2 separate regions of the Anser cygnoides genome follow, and region 2 is linked to region 1. A link is a contact called in public Hi-C data. All regions are on one chromosome and are shown on one strand. The core of a region is the stretch at or near the end of the contact, and the rest is flanking DNA. Distances in the headings are between cores, read along the strand shown. Region 1 overlaps TNKS (tankyrase). Region 2 has its middle 15 kb from the start of PPP1R3B.

What was found. A called contact is a pair of places that touch in the nucleus more often than the background predicts.
Region 2: a contact with region 1 is called in a Hi-C map of liver, with 2.6 times the contacts expected there. The contact joins two enhancer-like sites. A contact is called at or near these places in 2 of 7 Hi-C or Micro-C datasets (both in liver).

Annotation. Positions count from the first base shown.
Region 1 is chr4:68,556,537-68,561,153 of Taihu_goose_T2T_genome, forward strand. It overlaps TNKS (tankyrase), which reads right to left. Exons shown (of 27, transcript XM_066996344.1): 12 at 1,765-1,936; 13 at 631-710. Among named protein-coding and RNA genes, the nearest start is that of DUSP4, 36 kb to the left of the region's middle. Within about 2 kb of position 2,370, at least 1 of the 3 cell types and tissues checked has open chromatin away from gene starts, as enhancers often do. A contact at or near this core is called in liver, where this site is marked.
Region 2 is chr4:68,708,031-68,712,647 of Taihu_goose_T2T_genome, forward strand. No RefSeq gene overlaps it. Among named protein-coding and RNA genes, the nearest start is that of PPP1R3B, 15 kb to the right of the region's middle. Within about 2 kb of position 2,066, at least 3 of the 3 cell types and tissues checked have open chromatin away from gene starts, as enhancers often do. A contact at or near this core is called in liver, where this site is marked.

The DNA.
Region 1 (4,617 bases), core at 1,120-3,619:
CCATGTAAGTTTCTCCAGACGAGCCACCATTTCCATCTCATGCTGTCTTCATAAAACTAGAAATATTGAATTTGGCAGTCAAAAGAGCTGCTGGTGCACAAAACAGGTGCTGTTTGGATATTAATGTGTATTAATATTGATGCATTGAAGTTCAAGGTGAGACTGTGCAGAATGGTCTATCTGCAGGCTATTTTGCCCATCGATCAAGTATGAAAGAGAAGACCAAACCTTCCTGTGACGCTGGCATTCCATGGCATGACTGTTAATCTTCTTCAGATAAGGATGGCTTAAAACATTAAGTCTGTTACCTGCTAACTTGTTTGCTTGCCTTCTGATTGAATCACACACCTAAGGCTTGTTTCTATTAAACCGTGATTCTCAGGCTCACGGGGTCCTTATCAAGGAATTATGGCTGTATGAGCGATAATTCTCAGAGAATTCACAACTCAGAGAAACACCTCAGCACATCTCAATGCCCAGCTTATCAGAAAAAATATTAAGAGATCTTCCTTCACATTTTTTATGATTTATCATCCACTGGGCATGACGTCCACAACCCTTGTAGCAGAGGCTTTCATGAGCCTTGCACAACAATAAAATGAAAAATTAATAGGAGTTGCTCAAACCTACCTTCACAGTTTCCAAATCTCCAGCTTTAGATGCTTCTAATAACCGATAATCCACGTCAGAAGTACGCACAGGTGTACTTTCTACATACAGAAAAAGAAGTTTTAGGGTTATTAAGTTATATTAACTTGTGCTCGATTTTTTCAAACTAGGAAGACGTCTGCTGGCATCTGTAAAAATGCTACAGGAGTAGTGAAGTTCAAGTTCATATTGCCTAAATAGCTGAATAAGGAGCCTTAGTTTCAGTGTAAAAGTCAGATTTAGGCTCTAGAGCTGACATCATTCTGCCCAATGGAATTTCAATGTGTTGCTAATCCCATGTATGGTAAGAACGACGTTTCTGCATTCAAAAAACCTATGCGTTCACTGGGACGGATTCAAAGATTTGATGAAGTTCAAAAGCACCTTCTCATCTACTTCAGCAAACTGCAAGAAGCCCCACTGCACACCCAGAATTAAACATGCTCATTTCAGCACCTGAATTAATACCTTTGCACTTTGTACTTGCTACGAAGCTGGTGAGGGGCCTGGAACCAAAGACCAGAAATTCTCTTTAGGAAGTGGTTACGCTGTTAGAAAAAATCCCCAAACTGTTAACCCTGGGATCTTTTATAAGAGAACCATAAACATCATACCCTCTAATTACTGATCGCATAAATACTTAGGTTGTTTTTATATCTGATGCAAGTGCCTTTATCTCACAGGACTCTGCTCCCACTCTGTAAAACACAAGTAACATTCTACTTTTGACTGCTAAAGTATGGAGTACCCAAAGGGTAGCTGATGAGAGGAAAAAGGGTTCTCATGTTTGTCAATATTTTAGTTTCCTTGGAACTTGTTATTAAAAAAAATTAAAAAATTGACCTGACTTCCTTTAATATTCCCATACAACAGCATGATATAAATCCACAAGATATTTTATCCCCATTTTGCACAAAAGCTCTGAATTGAGCAGCTGTGAGTCTGTTTCCTAAAAAAGCATCACACAGAACAACGTAGATGTGTGCACATAATGGCAGAAGGGAGGGATGAAGAAACTATATTAAGTCTCTTGCGTTGAAAAGGAAATAAGATCCACAGCTTTAAAAGACAGGGAGAAGCTGAAGTTCAAATATCCAAGCCTTAATTTTTACCTACCACTTAGTATCTGTTGCACTGCTTCGTTTCCCATCTGTGCTGCTGTGAAGCCTTGTAAAGAGATGATGGAGGGATCAGAGCCATAATTCAGCAGGAGCCGGCAGGTTTGCAAGTGACCTGCTAAAGCAGCCCTGTGCAATGCTGTTTGACCAAGTGTGTCCAGTGCATTCATCTGAAAAATCAGCAACAATATAAAACATTATTAGAATTAAAAGCCTGCACCTCTCCATGCCCTTAATAAGAAGAGCAGTAACAGGAACTTCTTGGCATATAAGTTTATCTGTGCTGCAACTAAACGCAACCAAATGACAAAATACATAAACACTCCAATGCAAAGATAATTTTCTGCAGATGCTTTCTTGTCTTAAAAAAAAACAGGTTATTTGTTTGCATGGCTATTACAAAACACAGGATCCCCAAAACCATACTTGAAATAGCGATCAAACTCTTGACAAATTTGACAAAGATTAACCTTGTGCAAAAACAACTCTCACAGAAGAAGAGAAAGAGGTAAATAATTAACTAAACAATTCAAAGATCATCTACCTTTAAAGATACTATTATCTGTCATCCTCAGAAGAGGAATTAACACTCACTACCAAGAATTAAAACAAAGATGTCAGATTAAGAATTCTAAGGGTGTGTGGGAGAGGGGTGGTGAAAGAAGATGTATACACAGTCCGTTGTTTGTAATTTTACAGAAATATTAAGTTAAAGTGGATAGAAATCTATCCAATATAAGAGTATATAAGCAGACAAAATGGAGTAATAATAATGGAAACCTATCTATCAAGATCTAACAGAGAATCTAAATAACTGGCAGCATTGCCATGGGCTCAGTATCAGAGAAAGGAAGAGAATAATAGTTTTAAGAAGAAGGAAAAAAAATATAGAAAATAACCTTTCAAGAAGATACTTTGTACCTAGCAACCATTCATGACAAACTTAAATGCAGATGTCCAACAGCTTTTTTTCCTTTTTTTTTTTTTTAATCACTATGAAATATAGAACTACTCTGTATTCTCTGCAGTAACTGAGAACCTGTTATCTGTTTCCAAGCCTACAGACTGCAGGCTGTGAACTGCATGCATAATAGACTCTGTTACTGTAAAAAACAACATTTTTACCTTTTACCTTCTCAAAATTTTTGTGATGGCAGCAGTCAAGGGTTTTTCTAGGTTTTCTCACCTAAAATGCAGCCTGCAAATTCTACTACCTTTCCATGAAAACTAGTGAAAAAACATTCTGGTTAAGACTGTATTTCCATGAAATTAAATCTGGGAGGAGGTAACTACATAGCCAATATCTATTACCTGAGAGTGTTAAAAATATATAAATACCTGCAATACAGCAATATCAAGCCATAGGAAATAACAAAGAGCTACCACATAAATAAAGTGGTCTGTGATTTGATATTGTCTGAAAATCTTTTGTATCTCTGAACAATTCTACAGGCTGGTGAGGTACGAATCTCTTAGATCACAAACCCCCCACACAGTGAGATTGATTAGGAGAACAGTTCTGCTTTCCTCTGACCGTGCTCAGCTCATGACACTCTCATGGGATTCTCCTAAAAGTTTTGTTTTAAATAAAAGCTCTTTGCTTAGCAAGACACCCACACCGTACCAACTGTGACCTGGGAAAATGTTAATATTATCTTACGCAGGTCTCCTTTCACCTCCAAATAATTATCTTTGCCAACAATCAACTCTTGGGGCAGAAAAACTGCTGCCATTTGAAGACATGCCTGTTCACTTCTGGGACGAAGAGGGCTGCAGCCGACCATGAGGAACGCAGACACCAAATGACGCTGTTCTTTCCCTCAGGAAAGAGAATTAGACTTTGCAGGGCAATTTCAATGGTAGTACCTCCACTTTGAAGCAGATCTGCTCTCACCAATCATGCAGCACTTGTCTAAAATGAACCCAAGAATGTATTGCACTAAGGCTGAATGCAGCAGGATTTATTTCCAAATGAAAATCAATTTGAATATTTAAAACAACCTGACAATCAGGAGATGCCAATATAAATCTAATTCCTGAAAGAAATACAAATAGAGATTAAACTCTCCTTAAAATCATACCTGTTAAGACATCTGTCTGGATTAACAACTGTTCAATACTAGGTCTAAAAACATACACCCTTTCACATTCAAAGTTAAAGTTTAAATTCTGACAAAATATCAAATATCCAAGCTGCACTGCCTTACTGCATGCTGAGAAGACAAATCATTCAAGCTGCACTAAGTAAACAAACGAGAAATATTCAACTGGTCCTCCTTATAAGCAGCCTGAAATGAAAAGGTTGTAGTTCTTAATTACTTTACAGGCAAATCTGCAAGGAGTTAAAAATAACAGATTTGACGGCTTTTATTCCACATCACACTGTCTCTGGATCTGGTTTCTTCACCTTTTAGTACATACACAGTCAGTCCATTACTCAAACTAAAACATAAAAGCAGAACGCAGTTCTCAAATTAAAAGTGAGTTTAAGTAAGGCTTTTCATGGACAGATACCACCCTATATGGCATTTCCCATGCATAATCCCTTCTGTTATTTCATTTTCCTCATCCTGGATATATATTCAGTCGAGAAATCAAAATGGTCATGTATCATCAGACACTGAAGAGAATTTTCCTCCCTGCACTGCTGCTGTCTCCAAGAGCTCAAAGAGCTACAGCAATATTCACAGAGTAGAATCACAGAGTCACTAGGTTGGAAGACGTCTAAGATCATCAAGTCCAACCGTTAACCCAGCACTGCCAAGCCTATCGCTAAACCACGTCCCTAAGCACCACAGCTAGATGTTTTTTAAAAACCTCCAGGGATGGTGACTCAACCCGGAGCAGCCTG
Region 2 (4,617 bases), core at 816-3,315, 150 kb after region 1:
GAGAGGCTGGCCTCAAGAGCTATTCTCGGGGAGGTTAGTGTCCAGGAGGCACAGCAGGCTCTGTAGGCTGATGTATTTGGTCTTGAAAGCAACCTGACCACTGCTCTCGTTTAACTGTGTCAGGCTTTGCTCTTTAACTGTACTCCCAACACTTCCTCAAGGAGGTGAAACTAGAGCAGCATCTTCCTCCCGTTCCTGGTCATAAAGAAACCTGGGAAGGATTTTTTTGGTAAATACTATGAAATAATTTTATTTCCTAGTAAAACAGCGAAATAAAGAGATCTGCTTTCGTTGCTGTAAACTAGAAGCCAGTTGTGGTTTATAGAAGAGAAAATACTGCTGAGTAGGAACACGCCATTGTCTCTGCATGGTGCTGGCAGGAAAGGGAGACACTCAGACTCCGTGGAGGAATGGTTTGTGCTCAGTATAGTATCACTGGAGGTCAGTGAGGTGATTGATAGCAGATTGGATCCCTCAGAAAGATGACTTGTGGTCTGTATGCCACAGGGTTGTATATAAATATGGGTTGTACAAAGGGGAGTTTTAGACAGCACATCTCAGTGGCAAGTGAAGACCCCATTGTAGCTCAAGCAATAACTTTCCATGATTTGTAGCCTGGCATGAAACAACAACCCCAATTGCCTTGCAAAAAAAACTAGGAAGGTGGCCAGAAAACAAATGAAGGAAAATTCTTGAGGTGCTACAAATAAATGCAGTATATTCTGGGGAAAAAATATCTGCATTGGCAGTCCTGTGGATGGAGGGACTTCCATGGCACTGAGCAGCTGCAGGGGTTGGGCAGGCACATTCCCAGCATAATGTATGTGATCACCAGGGATAGGATTCACATGTCACAGAGGCAAGCACAGCTTGCTGTCTGATGGATTTACAGCCCACTTTGGCTGGACACGGGGCCTCTGTATGCTCCTTTAGCACCCTCAGCGCTGCCACATGAGAGCTGCCAATGGGTTGTTTTGGTTAGCAATGGCCAAGAGAGAGCTAAGGACTATTGTAGACTGTTTCTAGGTATGGCAGCTCAGCTGGGTGAGGATTAAGGGTGATGCCTGCCTATTGTGGTATCCTTCACAGTGGTAGGGATGGGCACAGGACAGAGTGAATGTCATTGGTAAATGGGAGAAGCACTCCTGGGGTGTTTCCCAAGAACATCACAAAGCGCCACGATATTCAGTGTAAAGGTTGAGTAGCTGCAGGTCCACAAGAGTGAGGGTTGCATTTACCTCCCCACTCAGGCACATACCAGAGGCTGGCCTCACCGAGAGGCCCTATGACACGTCCTTGGTGTGGCCTGCAGGTTATGTCTCGCCTGTTATTAATAGCCCCGTCTTGATGTCTCTCCACGATACTCTTGCAAACATTTTTTTTTCCTTCTTCTTTGAGCCAATTATCAGGCAAGAAGCCAGGCCCTTGCGCAGCATAGCTGTCACGTTTCTCACGTCACGGCATGGCTTGCTGCTCAGCCTGCACCGGCAGCAAGAGCATCCAGCTGCCCAGGTACCACTTGGACGTGAGAAATCTCAGGAGAAATTTGGGGCATGGATCAGCCCCTGATAGAAGCGAGGGTGGTGTGATGGGTTCCTCTACCAGCAGTGGGTTTCCAGAGGGAAAGTGAGGCAGCGGACAGGAGGCTGGGAGGGCGATGGGGCCCTTGAAATGTCTTGTCTTTCTCAACCCCACAAACTAGTCTCCATCTTAGTATCCTCTCAACATTCAATTTCTTTTCCAGCATGTGCATTTTCAGTGCCAAACCGTATCAAAAAACAACACAGAAAATGCACACCCTTTCTGCCTCCGTTTCAATTTGTCCCTTTCCAAAAGACAGGGAGCAGTGACCTTCACTCCCTTGTCCATCCTTTCATGGAAGGGTGGTAATCCACGTGTTAAGCGTGTCGATTTGAAAATGTAAATAATGCTCAGGTGGGGGCAGGGGGAAAATTATAGAATCTAGGTCAGACAAAGGCAACTGAACTTGCCCTTGAAAGGAGGTGATTATTTCCAGCCTCCCCGTGATAAGGCGCTGGGTGGAACGCTGTTAATAATTCACAGCGTGGACATTAAATTGTGGGATCAGGTTACATTAGAAAGTCAGGTGCTGCTGGCTTTTTGTTGCTGCGCTAATGGACTTTGACTCCAGCGCAAACTGTGCAGTGTCTTGTCAAATGCCACGGGCCAGAAATGGTTGTGGCTGGTTCTTCTTTCTTCCGAGTGGATTTGCTGAAAACCCATGGTCGTTTTGGGAGAGAGGGACCCTGTCTTTAACCCGTGCTAGTTGGAAATGTTCTTGTCCTACAGCTTAGGTACTTCTGCCGGCATTGCCATGCCTGGTTTATTACAAGCTGCTGTAGACAACATGTAAGACCTACAAGGGAGATGAGGAGTTGGGTACCAAAAGGCAAGTGTGGGTCAAAAATCAACTACATATTGAAAGTCAGCGGGGACACTAGACTCATACTGCCTAGTTTAGAGAAGGTCTTCCTGCTATACATGCAGATGGAGATCTGGATCTCCAATTTTTGTCTGCTAATCAGTGCGAGGTGGGTCAGAACCTGTGCTGGGCTCTGAAGCTCAAGCTTGTAATTTATTTTTCACCTCTTGCTTATATAACCAAACCTCCCAGCTACAGCCAGGCCATGCGCTGCCAATGATACCCTTTTGCTGCATCTTCAGGTACTGTGGTTCGCATGTGCACAACTGATAGGTAATTAGAAAATCACCCAGAATAAAACACTTGCTCCCTCTGCTAGACTGGTTCTTCTCGCGTTCAGAGGAGTAACAACCAGTAAAGCCATATGAGAGCCACAGACCTCCGAAGATCTGGCTTGGATCTTGCACAGGGAACAAATGTCGTGTGTAAGCACACGTAGTTTCACAAAGTCATTTCTCAGCGCAGAGCTTTAAATTTGAACTGCTTTAACTTTCAACCAGCAGAAAAGCAATCTAGGATTAGGGAAGAGGAAGGGAAGCAAAAGGGAGGCTATGGAATGGAAGTAAAATTGCTTCTCAAAATTCACGTTGCTTTGAAGCACAAGCAGCAGGATGATATACGTGTTGACACTGCAGAAAACAGCATGATCAACTTACGTTGTGGGGGTTAGAGTTTGTATCGCTCCCTCAAGTTATCGGAAAGAGGCAGGCACTCAGTAAATCTACTTCAGGTAACACATCAGCGTGAGATCGGTGATTCTGATGAGAATGTAGGAAGTCAAAAAATAGTTCTTCCTCAAAATGTTTTGTCTTGAGTGAGCTTCTGACCTCAAAGAGAGCCCCTCTCAAAAAAATATGCTTTAACTTCAGTCGGTTTGGACTTGTGTTCAAAACCAGGTGGACAAACACACTCCCTCAGATACCCTCCTTCAGCACAGGGGAGGCCAAAAGCAGGGAGGCCCCTGGTTCCACCTTGCCACAAGCAGTGCCGATATGTGAACACCTGGCTTTTGTGCTGCGGCTCTTCCTCTCCTGTTTTCACGGAGATGATGCTGAGTTTGTTTTCCAGCACTGCAAAGGAGGAGTAATAATTTCCATGTAGGCCACCGTGCCAAGAGTATGTGCTTCGAGCTGGCTTTCTGCGCTCAGCTCTTCTGGGATTGCTCCAGGCTGGCTGAGCAGAATATGCTAAGAAAGCGATTCCAAGAAAATCACAGTCATCATCAGAGGAAGATGCCCACAAAACTGCGTCCTGGCATCTTAACTGAAGCAAGGAGGCTTGCGTGGCAGGTTAGCAATGCAGTGCTAAGAAGAGAACTGCAGCCAGGCCAAGTCCACAGCCCAAGGGACCAGGGGCAGTCAAACAATGCAGCTTTTTCTTGCTCCGTGGTGTGGGTCTTGCGGCACCAAGCTGGGGAGAGCTCTGCAAGCCACAATGGAGAAAATAATAGGAACTGCCCCAAGTCTGCTGAATAGGGAAATGCCATCCCAATCATTCAGAAAAGAATTTAAAAAGAAAAAAAAAAGAAAAAAAAATAAAGAATGAGATGAGAAATTGGAAGTGCTTTCAAAGTAGCACAATGCCAAAGAAAGGCAGCCCAGAAAGGTCCCAGAGATCTAATTATAGTCTGCAATCAATGCTGCTCTTATCCGTGCTGCTAATGAACATACATGAGGCAAGCAGTTTTGCAGCTCCAGGGTTTCTTGCAGTAGAAATAACAGCTCGGTAATAACTAGCCGTCTTGCTTGATTAGGGCTCGCTCTGCCTTCTCCCAGTTTCCCAGCCGTTGGTACGTGCCCTCGGGAGCAGTGGGAGCTGTAGCCAGGGCTGTTCGGGATGGGGTAACCAGCCAAAGCACCACTGAGGCTCCGGCACAAATGCATGTAGTTCCATTAATGGCACACAGAGAGACAGACAACGAGGGACAGGCCTCCCAAGGGCTGGGAAATGCTAGCTCTCAGGATGTGAAAGAACCCATATTTCCCAGAAACTGCACGGAGGAAGAAGATCTGGCCTCATGGAAGAAAAAGCGATGCTCACCCTGCTTCTTCGGGGAATGAAGCACAGAGAACAGGGGCTGGCACCTCTGTGCTCTCAGATCAGCAGCTAAAATGGATAGCAAAGTGTCTTCTGTTAAGGGCTACGTGGTAGTTCCAGGTGACCGCTTCTTCTGA